3 separate regions of the Zea mays genome follow, and regions 1 and 2 are each linked to region 3. The links are chromatin contacts, called in public Hi-C maps. All regions are on one chromosome and are shown on one strand. The core of a region is the stretch at or near the end of the contact, and the rest is flanking DNA. Distances in the headings are between cores, read along the strand shown. Region 1 holds the start of LOC100383857 (U-box domain-containing protein 31). Region 2 holds the start of LOC103639418 (myosin-11). Region 3 holds the start of LOC107326007 (Putative MAP kinase family protein).

Region 1 (3,580 bases), core at 174-2,673, 450 kb before region 3:
CAGCTGCGGCACCGCACCGATGCTAACAACCATACACCTCGCTGGCCTGTGCACCGCGCAGATCGAATTCAGCAGCTCGAGCCCCGCGGCCACACCGTCCGGATGCCGCTTGTCCCGGATGAGGCGCATGACGCCGACCAAGAGGCTGAGGCTCGCCACCGTCTCCGGCCGGAAACCCCTCTCGACCATGAGGATGCGGATGAGGCGGACACAGTTGATCTTGGTGTCCGCGGCGCCCTCGTTGAGCATGTCGACCACGAGCGACACCTTCGCCGGCTGCATGAGCGCGGCCTTGGTGTCAGCGTCAAGCAGCACCCCGCTGACGAGTATCGCGACGGCCTCGGCCCCCACGGCGTGGGACGTGAAGGGTCCGAGCAGCGACGTGAGCAGGGCCACGCCGCCGGCCTCGGCGATGGCCTTGGTGACGGACTGGTGGGCGGCGGCGAGGGTGCGCAGCTCCCGCAGCGCCGCGACGCGGGCCTGGCCCTTGAGGGGCTGCCGCCTGGGCACCGCCGTGCCGCGGAGGCTGCCGACGAGGTCGGCGGCGCGGCCGTGGAAGTCGGCGGAGCGCTTCTTAAACCTCGTGTACCGGCGGGAGAACCAGGCGGCGATGAGCTGCCGGAGGGTGGCGTTTGGGGTGAGCGCGTCGTCCCAGAGCTCCTGCATCGTGGTCGGGCAGGTCCGGTGGCCCAGGGCTAGCCACCGCGAGATGTTGGCCCGCTCGTACGTCTGCCCCGTGCAGAGCGTCACCGGATCCACCATGGGCTCGAGCGAGATCGGGCAGATGAAGACCGCCGGCACCGCCTCGTCCCCGCCGCCGCCGCCGCCGTCCCCGGCCGCCGCGTCCAGCTCGTCCATCATCCTGCGCAGCTCCACGGGCTGCTTGCCATCGTCCCCCGCCGCCGCACCCACGGGCTCCAGCGCGCCCCCGAGGATGCCATCCTTGAGCGCGGTGTCGATATCGAGCTCCTGCCCGCCGCAGGGCAGCTCCTGGTACTGTGGCATTGTGGCGGCGCAGTGACGACTCCCCTCCCCTCCCCTCCCGCCCCGCGCACACCACCACCACCACCACCACGACGGACGGCGAGGCCCTTCTAGCAGCTAGCGCGCAGGCCCCGGAGGCGACGGAATGATGGGGCGAATCATGGGGTGGCTTATCGCCATCATCGTCAGCACCGTCCTCCTTTCTTGCACTCTTTCTTGACCAAGTTGCTTTTCTTGGAATCGCGGGGTTGCTCCGCGACAGCAGCTAGCTACGGGGAGTGAAAAGGCGGACGAGCGAACAGGGCGGCGGAGGTGGGAGCTCTCGGGTTTGGATCGGGAGTGGATGGCGGCGAGTGATGCAGGACAGAGATATGGGGGAAGATCTGATGGGGGGTAAAGGAAGGGGAAAACCCAGGGGGGGAGTGGAGGGGGGATGGGGAAGACCCAGGGGGAGTGGGAAACTGGGAGAATTTGAGATCCAAGTCCAAAGCTATAGTGGGTGGTGTGGAGAGAAGACGAGAGAGAGCGAGAATATCTAGATTGGAGTATTTTGTGTCGCCATTTTTCTTTTTCTTTTTTGTGTGTTCGAGGGCAGAGGAAGTGAGTGTGAGAGAATTGGACGGATATGTGGCCGTGGGGACCGGTCCCTTGCTTTGCTGACTCACTGACACTTCGCGTGTGGATGGGCCTCCCTGCACACCCTCTGTCACCTCCATTGGGTTTTCATTGCTTTTCCTTCATATATTATTTGTTTTTTTAATACAAAAAAAACTCTTTTTTTTTGCTGATTCTATGGATGGACAGAAGCGGGAAATTGGTCTATGCCAGAACCCAGAAGCGAAGACCAGGAAAAGCGATGGAGCACAATAATAACAATATATTATATATGTAGGCGTACCACATGCAGTAGAATCTTGCAGAAAATGGCGGCATGTATTTCTTTGTTTCTGCGTGATGGCATTCTTTACCCTGATGTGACCTCTGCTTCCATGGTTCCATTCCGAAGAAACGGGTGCCGCGTTTTCCCTTTTTTGTCGATTGAGTTCTTCCTTTTTATTTTTCAACAAGGGCGAAGGTGAACAAGGAGGCCGAGACGGAAGCAAGAGTGCAAGACCAGAAGGTCAGAAGAGCGTGCGCACTGTGTACTACGACGGGCGTGGCGCGCACTGCGTAGTCCTCTTCCTCTCTGCAGTCGGCACGCGGGCAGCACGTGCGTGCACTGGCTGATATCACCCCGGTCACCGTGACCGCGTTGGCAGAGCCGCAGAGGTACTGGTGACCCCCCCACCCCCGTGGCCCGCGACCACCACGTTTGGTACGCTACGCTTTGCATCGGACGGGGCGTGCTCAGTCTGTTGGTCATTTTGCCTTTCGAAGGCAGCCCAGTGCAGAGCGATTTGAAACCTAACAACAACGACGCCTGGCTGCTGCGGATTCACCCGTATCTCGCTTTCAGTGGTCTCTACTGCGCCGCGCTTGTTCTGACAGTCAGCGTTAAGCCTGCCTGACGGAACCCGGGAGGACGGACGGGTAGCCCAGGAAGGAAGAGCATTCCCCTCCCCAACTCTTGAGAAGAGAAAAGAATCAAACATGGCGAGACACCACACGTGCAGTGGGCACCAGGTTGGGGGGAGCCTCTTTCTTTAATCACGTGGATCTGCTACGACCATGACCGAGACGAGACCGTGACCGGTGCAAAGATTTTGGTTGCCTACCTCAATTGCCACAATTTGCCTAACTTTTCTGCCTAAGGTTAGTTATTCAATTCGAACGACTAACCTTAGGCAAAGTGTGGCACATTTAACCACAAACCAAACATGCTCTTAGTATATCATGCGAGAGAGAGAGAGAGAGAGAGAAAAAACAAGCAAAAAAGGCGTCCGAAAACATAAAGGCAAAAGAAGCGCGGACGCGGACGCTACTGGGCAAGGAAAGCCAAGCTGTCTGAGCATTCAAATTGCGTTCGTTTCCCGTCCCGGCCCCGGGCCCCCCGCCAGTACTGACTGGCAGGAATTTAAACCTGGCTGGACGGTGATCTCATCGCTACCCAGCCGTAGAGGGTACTTGACGTATACTCCTAGTACTACGTACGCGCGCACAGGCGTGCGGACGCCGCAAGTCAAACGCGCGCGGGCTTGCCGCCGCAAGCTTGCGTTGCGACTTGCGAGTGGTGGACGCGACGCGACGCGACGCAACGCAACGCAACGACGAGCGCACACGCAGACGCGTCGTCGGCTTCCCGCACTAGTCAAATCCGTCGGATCCAGCGCGATGCGTGCTCACGCGGTCGCGCCCACTCCACTGATGCCGCAGCAGCACAGGGACAGGGAATAGTGTACAGTACCGGCTGGCCGGTGTTGTCGTTCCTTTGCTTTTGCGTGCTCCGAAGCACGGGCAGCGGTGGCGCGGGAGGTGCGCGAGGCCCGGCATTGACTCACTGGCCCAGCAAAGCAACGCCGTGCGGCTGTGCGAGAGCACAGGAGCGCGACGTACTACTACGTCGCAGTACGTCCGTGCAGTCCTCCCGACATGGGGCGCTCGCTCGCTCGCGTGACGGCCGCCTGTCGCCAGCTCGCCGTGCCATGGATGCTGGACG
Region 2 (3,753 bases), core at 813-3,312, 260 kb after region 3:
GAGAATGACATGGACCTCCTGAGCTGCTTCGGATTGGCTGGTTCCTCCTTATTCCGCTTTTGACCACGGCTTCTGGATCTTGACAACCTTGTGCTGCAGGAACCAGAACTTTCGTTGCCCACATCTGCCACCAGTGTCTTTTTATGCGTAGTCCCGCTATCACTGCCCGGTGTCCCGTTTTCGTCGCCAGCATTTGCAGCGGAGGACCCAAAGAAAAAGAATCTTCTCATATTTCAGGAATTAGAAGTACGGAAGATTCACCAGAAATTGGATCCCTGCATGGATCGGGTCTTGGTAAGCAAAGCATTAACTATATGAAATATTATGTAGCAAGCTGTACTGTACATCTGAAGTAACAAGACAACAAGTGCTTTCTTTACGAATTAGCCGAGAACTAACAAAAATATTAACAAGAGACTTGGGAAACAAAATCATCCCAGAAAATGAAAATCTACAAGGATTTTTTTTGTAAAGATCGCAAGGAAATGTTCAGTAATTTCCACATAACATTGGAAATAACTAGCTGTCATCTCCCAACTGAAGTTGCACATGTCCTCCACGCCAGCATCTCACTACCTCGAGTAGGAAATCAATCGAACATGTTACACGCACAGCCACCGGCACCAAGTAAAAGCGAACAGTACTTGTTTGGTCCTCGATCGTAGGGCACCGAACCGAACCGCGCAAAATTCAATCAGAAGGGCAACTGAACCAAAAAATCGAAACAGAACCAGACATTCGCCTAGCGAGCCGTGTCCCGTCGATCCTCGATCCCAGAACCACCGGCGATTCAAGGACGCCCCACCGATCCTCGACCCAGCGCACCAATTCAGCCAAAACCCGACGCGGAATCCAGAACCACCCGCACCGACTACACCCGGAACTAAAACCCAACGAGAACCTGGAGCCCGAAGGCCATTGCGGCGGAGTAGAGAAGAAGCAGGAGGCAAACCTGCGGGAATCCCAAGCGTGGCGAGGTGAGGCGAAGTCGGGCTGCGGTGTGGTGTGGTATGGAATATGGATGTGAGGGCAAAGTAACGGTCGGGCGGGGGGTTTTGATTAGCGCCTGCTAATTGCGATTAACAGCTGGCTTTCCTTTTTCGCAGCGGTAAGAAAAAGATACGGGTTTTGAATTGGGGAGCGGCGAGGGGGAGCGGGTTGGTAGGTAGGAATGGAGGACGGCATTTTTTATTTTTATATTTTAAATATTTTTTTTGCAAAAAATAGTACGTGGCGGCGCCAGGGGGGCTGGCACAAAAATGAATGATGACAAGGACTAAAATATAAATACGTGGCGGCGTCAAATGGTTGTCCCAGGATAAAACCATTTGGTGTCAGACCCTGGAGCGCTACATGTTCGTTCACTGGTTCCATCCTCTTACAGCTAGCATCAGACGTGGAAAACCCAATCACACAAATATTGTTACTTGCAATCGTCAGTGGGTGGCCTCAAATTGACATGCCCTTGTATTGTCCATGACACTCTGAGTGCTGTTGCTCTTCAAAATGGGCGTGGCACCTTCTAAGCTTGAAGATAACAAGGTCCTTGTGTTGTGCTGCCGGGAGAGGAAGCGTCTAGCGTCTTGTTAGAGAAGCACTAGATGGAAGATGTGCACTTGCAGCTTCTCACTGTGCTTATATTCTGTCTTTGAGAGAAATAGGTTCTCTTCTAAGGAAATGTTTTGGAGAGTCAATAACAAATGCGTCACCATCTATTTTGTACGTCAATCATATGATGAGTGCAGGGAGGAACTCGGTGAAAACTACTGAGGAAGTGTTAGTTCCTGCTCAATCTTCATCTCCAGGTGCTAGAGAGGGCAGTCAGGACATTGAAAATGCTGATGGCGTTAGGGCCACTTAGGCATCTTCGAGAAATGGGGATTTTTTTTTCAGAGTCAGAAGATGATTTCGACCATCCATCCACTGAAACTCTGGTGCAGGTGTTCAAGAACCAGAATGATGTGCTTGTTGCTAGTACTGACTCAGACCAATTCTCGCAATGGCAACAGCGAAAATGAGATGGCAATGACTGGCAGATCTTCACTGGATGTTCTTCTTGTGGATGGGGAATTGAAGAAACCTTACAATGATGTGAGTAATGTGGCAAGAGATATAAATTCATGCATGAAAAATGTTGAGATATCTATTCTTTCGGGCATGTGATTCTGGAAAAGAAGTCCCATTTGTTCTTGAGGAAGATTAAGTCCAGTTCCGTCCTGTACTACCTGAAGAAATAGGTTAGACAGCAACCAAATAACTTCTGTCCACGACCATTTTTCCTAGTTTCTCTTACAATTCGACATAATATTAAAATAGAAAATGATTTCCTGCAGCACATGGATCAAAGACATCAAGTTCTCTGGCAGCATTGTTTGCTTGCCGCTACGAGGACACCACTGTTCCTGAATGTGAGTTAATTTTGTATGATTGCCTCTTTTTCTTTTTACTCCTTTGGCGCAGTGCTTGCTGTATCTGTGTTACAAATACAATTACAAGGCTTCTTGTTGTGAGTAACCATAATGTGATATACTCAGATAAATTGTTTGAATTTGTCGTACTATAGGTTGCATTCCTCAACGATGGCACCGGGCACCAGCTGCCCCTGTTCGACGTCGCCGGGTACCGGAGCCCTAGCGGCGCAAGGGGAGACGTCTGCTTCTTCCGGTACGGCCTCAAGGCACCTGGGCCAACGACGACAACGGCATAGGCTACCGCAGGTGCTCGTCGATCAGCGAGCTCTACCTTGGCGACACTAACCGAAAACGATCAGCGAGCTTTGCCTCTGCTACACCAGCGGCTACTGCAAGAACGTTAGCGCCTGCAGGTTCGTGCGTGGCGTGACGACCGACAGGCTCCCTGACGACGCTAGCGCCAAGATGGACCCCGCCTCCGTGGAGCAGTACCAAGACATCCTGCTTCGCTTCAACAAGCCCCAGCGCCTTGACGCCAGTCGCCACCGCCCGCAGCCAAACAGCAAAATTATAATTCCCAATTCTAGACTTCAATATCTACGTCCAAACAGAATGCTAGGGATTTACTTAGCTTCTTCTTTTTTTTTCTTTTTTTGGCCTCGCATCAACACCGAGTACAACTCACATTGGACACCACTGTAGAACATCCACGCTTGAAGCCATAAAAAGGAAACGAGAAATAACTCTGGTACGAAAAGAAAAAAACTGTCTAGAGTGGAGCTAGGCACCGAGAGCCATGGGTAAGGGTAATAATGGATCGTGATCCAAATACTTCTTTACAATTCGTTAGAACCCTAAATTATTTCTAGTTTAAAAATGAATAGAAATACAGTTTTGTCCTAATCCGATCCTTAAATTTTATACCGTAAAATATAGAACCCATTGTCACCCTTGTGCCCGCCCCACCACTGACATCGACTCGCGTTACGTATAGACTCTTGGGTATATGTAGATTGCCTTAACTTTCTTTCCCCAGTTATGAATATTGTCTTCTATGGAAGGCTCCGTGAAGTCATTCTGACCAAAAACAAACGGTGCCTAGGAATCTCGTACGCAAATAAAAAAAAGTTCAAAAGTGCTTCATTCATCCAATACGATATTCTATACAACATGAGCAATGCTACCTTGTGTTATGGGTGTGGCTAGGACAATGAGACCTGGGACAAAAACAAAACCCTTGTCCTGTTGCCTTGATCGAGCGAATACGAAAAACGAATTATGCCTTACCAATATGAGTTACTGTATTTTTTTAGTATCAGTATAGTAAATTCTGAGCAATCCC
Region 3 (3,786 bases), core at 1,116-3,615:
GCTCACCGCCGGAGCTGGCTGCGCAGATCCGCTCGTGACTGCCGCCTGGATTGGACCGTACCGGGCGGGAGCGGCAAGATGGAAAGAAGTATGAAAGGCACCCCGCCGGGCTGGCGCGGGACGGCGGCGGGAGCGGCCTAATCGTGGCTGGCACGATACATTACGAAAGCAGACCGTTACTTCTTGGTCCTTGCTAATGTGGCACGTGATTGATGACTTGGAGCCAATTGTGGCTAATGGACAAAATTCTCGATGCAACGAGCACCTTCTAATAAATTGCTCCGTTACTAGACCGTGGCTTTGCTCAGATGGGACGCCGCCTACCTCTGTATCCGCTCTACACACCGAGACACGTACGGTCTCATACTACGATACAACTAACGTGGGAGATCAATCATGTACATGTAAACATTAAACAACTTTCTATTCAGGCAAACTAAACAACATACTGCACTATGTTGTCTAAGTTAAGTACGGTAAATAAACTCTGATGCCAGGGGCGGACCCAGCCAAAAAACTAAGCCGAGACACACTTCTAGCCACATATGGAGTTTAGCTCAACATGTACATGAGTGAGGGCCTCTAATTTTCTTGAGATGGGGCACTAATGGTGAAAATTTGTCTACTAACTATAGTTAACAAATTTTAAGCCGGGGCCTGTGCCCTCGCTGAGACCAACATGGGTCCGCCCCTGTCTGATGCTATTGCCAGTAACTAATCGAGCCCACAATAAGATTCTAGCTATCATGTAGTGATTGTAGAATCTGTTTTTTTTTGGATAAAAAATACGAGGTATGTCTGGATCTTATTATTACACTACATGCGTTCCCTTATATTTGTCGGTTTGAGATATATAACTAGAATCTAGAATACCATCATATTATCTAAGAGTTTAGATTTTACTAGTGTTCGCGAAAAATCATATCTTCACATGCTGCCAAGACGTCTTTTAATAACCCGATACAAAACTTTATTAACAACTCGACAAAAAACAGTCGCACACCACTGGGACCCTACGCCCTAGGGACATATCTTAGAAGGTAGGGGGGCATCACATCGGAAGACCTCATCTCGAGCCCTAAAGACCTCTTGTGCTCTTTGAGTCTCTGGTGCTCGTCGGAACGACCAAGACCCACCACTTCAGGGCTCTCTAGATTTTGAGACACTCCCATTCTTTTAGGACTCTGTGTTACCCTAGGTAGGGCTAGGTATTCGGTTTAAACCGAAAGTTTGGTTCGGTTTTCTTTGGTCTTGTAAACTCTAGTTTTCAAAAACTCCAGACCAATCGGTGTGTCGCGGGAAAAAAACCGAGCAGTTCGGTGTAAACCAAAATCCCGAACATCTGATCGGTCACATATTATGTTCTATATAGGCTAGCAACAAATGGGCACCAATAGATCACAATAATATCAGTACTCAAAGTTCTACTTCTACTTCTAGCAGTCCAACATAAGTACATCACGATTCATAGCTTGGCATAGTTACTGAGTTCAAACATTACATCACATCAATATCCATAGTTGATCAACAAAGAACTAGGTTCACTTTCGTTTTGGGTAATTCGATTCGATTCTATAGTAAAACTGAAGCCGGCACCATAATACCGAAGTTCACATTAAATGTGATGTACGACATTGCGATCAAGGAAGTATACTATTGTCATGACATAAGCGATATTCATACTTGAATAGTTCATTACATGCCATCATTCCCTACAGCCATGCTTGAGAATATCAACGTACAAGCAAGTATTATATGGTACCGAATGCTACATCGATTACCAACTACATCATATCCAATAATGTGGACTTTGATTCTTGCCACTACAACAAGAGATGCCTACAACATATCAGCCACTACAACAAGACTTGATCAAAACTGTCACGTTTAGGGCGTGCGTCCGTGTACGACTTGATGTTTATAACAAGATAGGGGTAATTGAAAAGCGAGAAGTAGAAGGTCATGACGCTAAGTTGATACCTGAGTTTATAATCTTTTTCTTCTATGTGTTTTTTTATGTTTATCCTTATTTTTCCATTAGGTTGTAAGGAGTTTTTTTTATCATATTAATTTGGTTTTTTCCATATAGTTTTTAATAAATTATAATTATATGTGATAGATGAATAATGAAATCTACAAAAAAAATGATCAAGAAAGAATGTTAAAAATTATTTTAATGGTCAGTTGTGGACAATCCCAAAAGAAAAAAAAAGGTGCACTAGAATTATTGCATCCCTTGTTGTTTCTCGTCCTCTAGTTCTAACAGGGGACAAGCGACAAAGCGCACACTGCGGGAGTGGGGCAGCAGAGTGTAGCAGATGATAAGCCACGGGCAAAGCCGCAAAGGCAGGGCGCGGGCGGAGATGCAACCGCACACCCGCCACCGAACTCCACCCGTCTCTCACTCCCGCCCATTGTATAAAGACGCTCCTTCTCGTGGCAGTGTTTTGCCTCCCCTCTTCACCCAACTCTGTCTCCGAGTCCAACAAGCCAATGGCTGTCGTCCGCCAGCGCCGCCAGCTGCCGCACCTTACCCTCCCGCTCGACCACTTCGTCCTGCGCTTGCCGCCGCAGCCTCAGCCCACCGCCGCGCCGTCCACCTCCACGTCCGACGCCCGCCTCTCGGACTACGAAAGGCTCTCCGTTCTCGGCCACGGCAACGGCGGCACCGTCTACAAGGCGCGGCACCGCCGGTCCTCGCAGCCGCTCGCACTCAAGATCTTCGCGGACGGGGACGCCTCCGCGGCGCGCGAGGCCGAGATCCTCATGCTCGCCGCGGACGCGCCCCACGTCGTGCGCCTCCACACGGTGATCCCGTCGGCCGCCGCCGGGGAGGCGCCCGCGGCTCTGGCGCTGGAGCTCATGCCCGGGGGCTCCCTCGCGGGCCTGCTTCGCCGGCTGGGCCGGCCGATGGGGGAGCGCCCCATCGCCGCCGTGGCGCGGCAGGCGCTCCTCGGGCTCGCGGCGCTCCACGCGCTCCGCGTCGTGCACCGCGACCTCAAGCCGTCGAACCTGCTCGTCGGCGCCGACGGCGAGGTGAAGATCGCCGACTTCGGCGCGGGCAAGGTGCTGCGGCGGCGGCTGGACCCCTGCGCGTCGTACGTCGGCACGGCGGCGTACATGTCCCCCGAGCGGTTCGACCCGGAGGCGTACTCGGGAGACTACGACCCCTACGCCGCCGACGTGTGGAGCCTCGGGGTGGTCATCCTGGAGCTGTGCCTGGGCCACTTCCCTCTCCTGCCCGAGGGCCAGCGCCCGGACTGGGCCGCGCTCATGTGCGCCATATGCTTCGGCGAGGCGCCGGAGCCGCCTGCCGCTGCGTCGGACGAGTTCCGGGACTTCGTGGCGCGGTGCCTCGAGAAGAAGGCCTGGCGGCGCGCGTCGGTGACTGAGCTGCTGGAGCACCCGTTCCTCGCCGAGCCGGACGCCGCCGGCGCACAGCACGCGCTCGCTGCGCTCGTCGCAGAGGCGGAGCAGCGCGGCCAATAATAGACAAGACACACTACTAGGAGATTTATTAGGACGAGCTGGGGTGTGCATAAATTACAGCAAGTGTGTAGCTTCTCTTTTTGTTCCTTTTATCCCTCATTCGTTCGTTCATTGAGTTCATCAAGCAAATATCAAATCTCAAGAGGTAACCAGTTCATGAAATCCAAAATTCCCTCAACGACGCTGCTTGCTGTCTGGATTGCTGTGTTCATCAAGCAAATATCAAGTCATTTCATTTGAAGTGATGCTGGCATGAACAAACCTAATCGAAATCTGAGGGGACGCTATCCCTAAAAC

Evidence for each region. A called contact is a pair of places that touch in the nucleus more often than the background predicts.
Region 1: a contact with region 3 is called in a Hi-C map of endosperm, with 2.0 times the contacts expected there. The contact joins the promoter of LOC100383857 here to the promoter of LOC107326007 in region 3. A contact is called at or near these places in 2 of 25 Hi-C or Micro-C datasets (ear and endosperm).
Region 2: a Hi-C map of endosperm shows a contact between it and region 3, with 2.2 times the contacts expected there. The contact joins the promoter of LOC103639418 here to the promoter of LOC107326007 in region 3. A contact is called at or near these places in 6 of 25 Hi-C or Micro-C datasets (bundle sheath, ear, endosperm and 3 more).

What each region holds. Positions count from the first base shown.
Region 1 is chr9:151,279,868-151,283,447 of Zm-B73-REFERENCE-NAM-5.0, forward strand. It overlaps LOC100383857 (U-box domain-containing protein 31), which reads right to left and starts at 1,424. Exons shown (of 1, transcript NM_001176487.1): 1 at 1-1,424. The coding sequence starts at 1,005.
Region 2 is chr9:151,984,918-151,988,670 of Zm-B73-REFERENCE-NAM-5.0, forward strand. LOC103639418 (myosin-11) reads right to left here and starts at 2,063. Exons shown (of 6, transcript XM_008662164.4): 1 at 953-2,063; 2 at 1-275. The coding sequence starts at 230. It overlaps LOC100193428 (Heat stress transcription factor A-8), which reads right to left. Exons shown (of 4, transcript NM_001138550.1): 4 at 3,536-3,753.
Region 3 is chr9:151,726,951-151,730,736 of Zm-B73-REFERENCE-NAM-5.0, forward strand. It overlaps LOC107326007 (Putative MAP kinase family protein), which reads left to right and starts at 2,366. Exons shown (of 1, transcript NM_001320995.1): 1 at 2,366-3,648. The coding sequence starts at 2,494. The coding sequence ends at 3,489.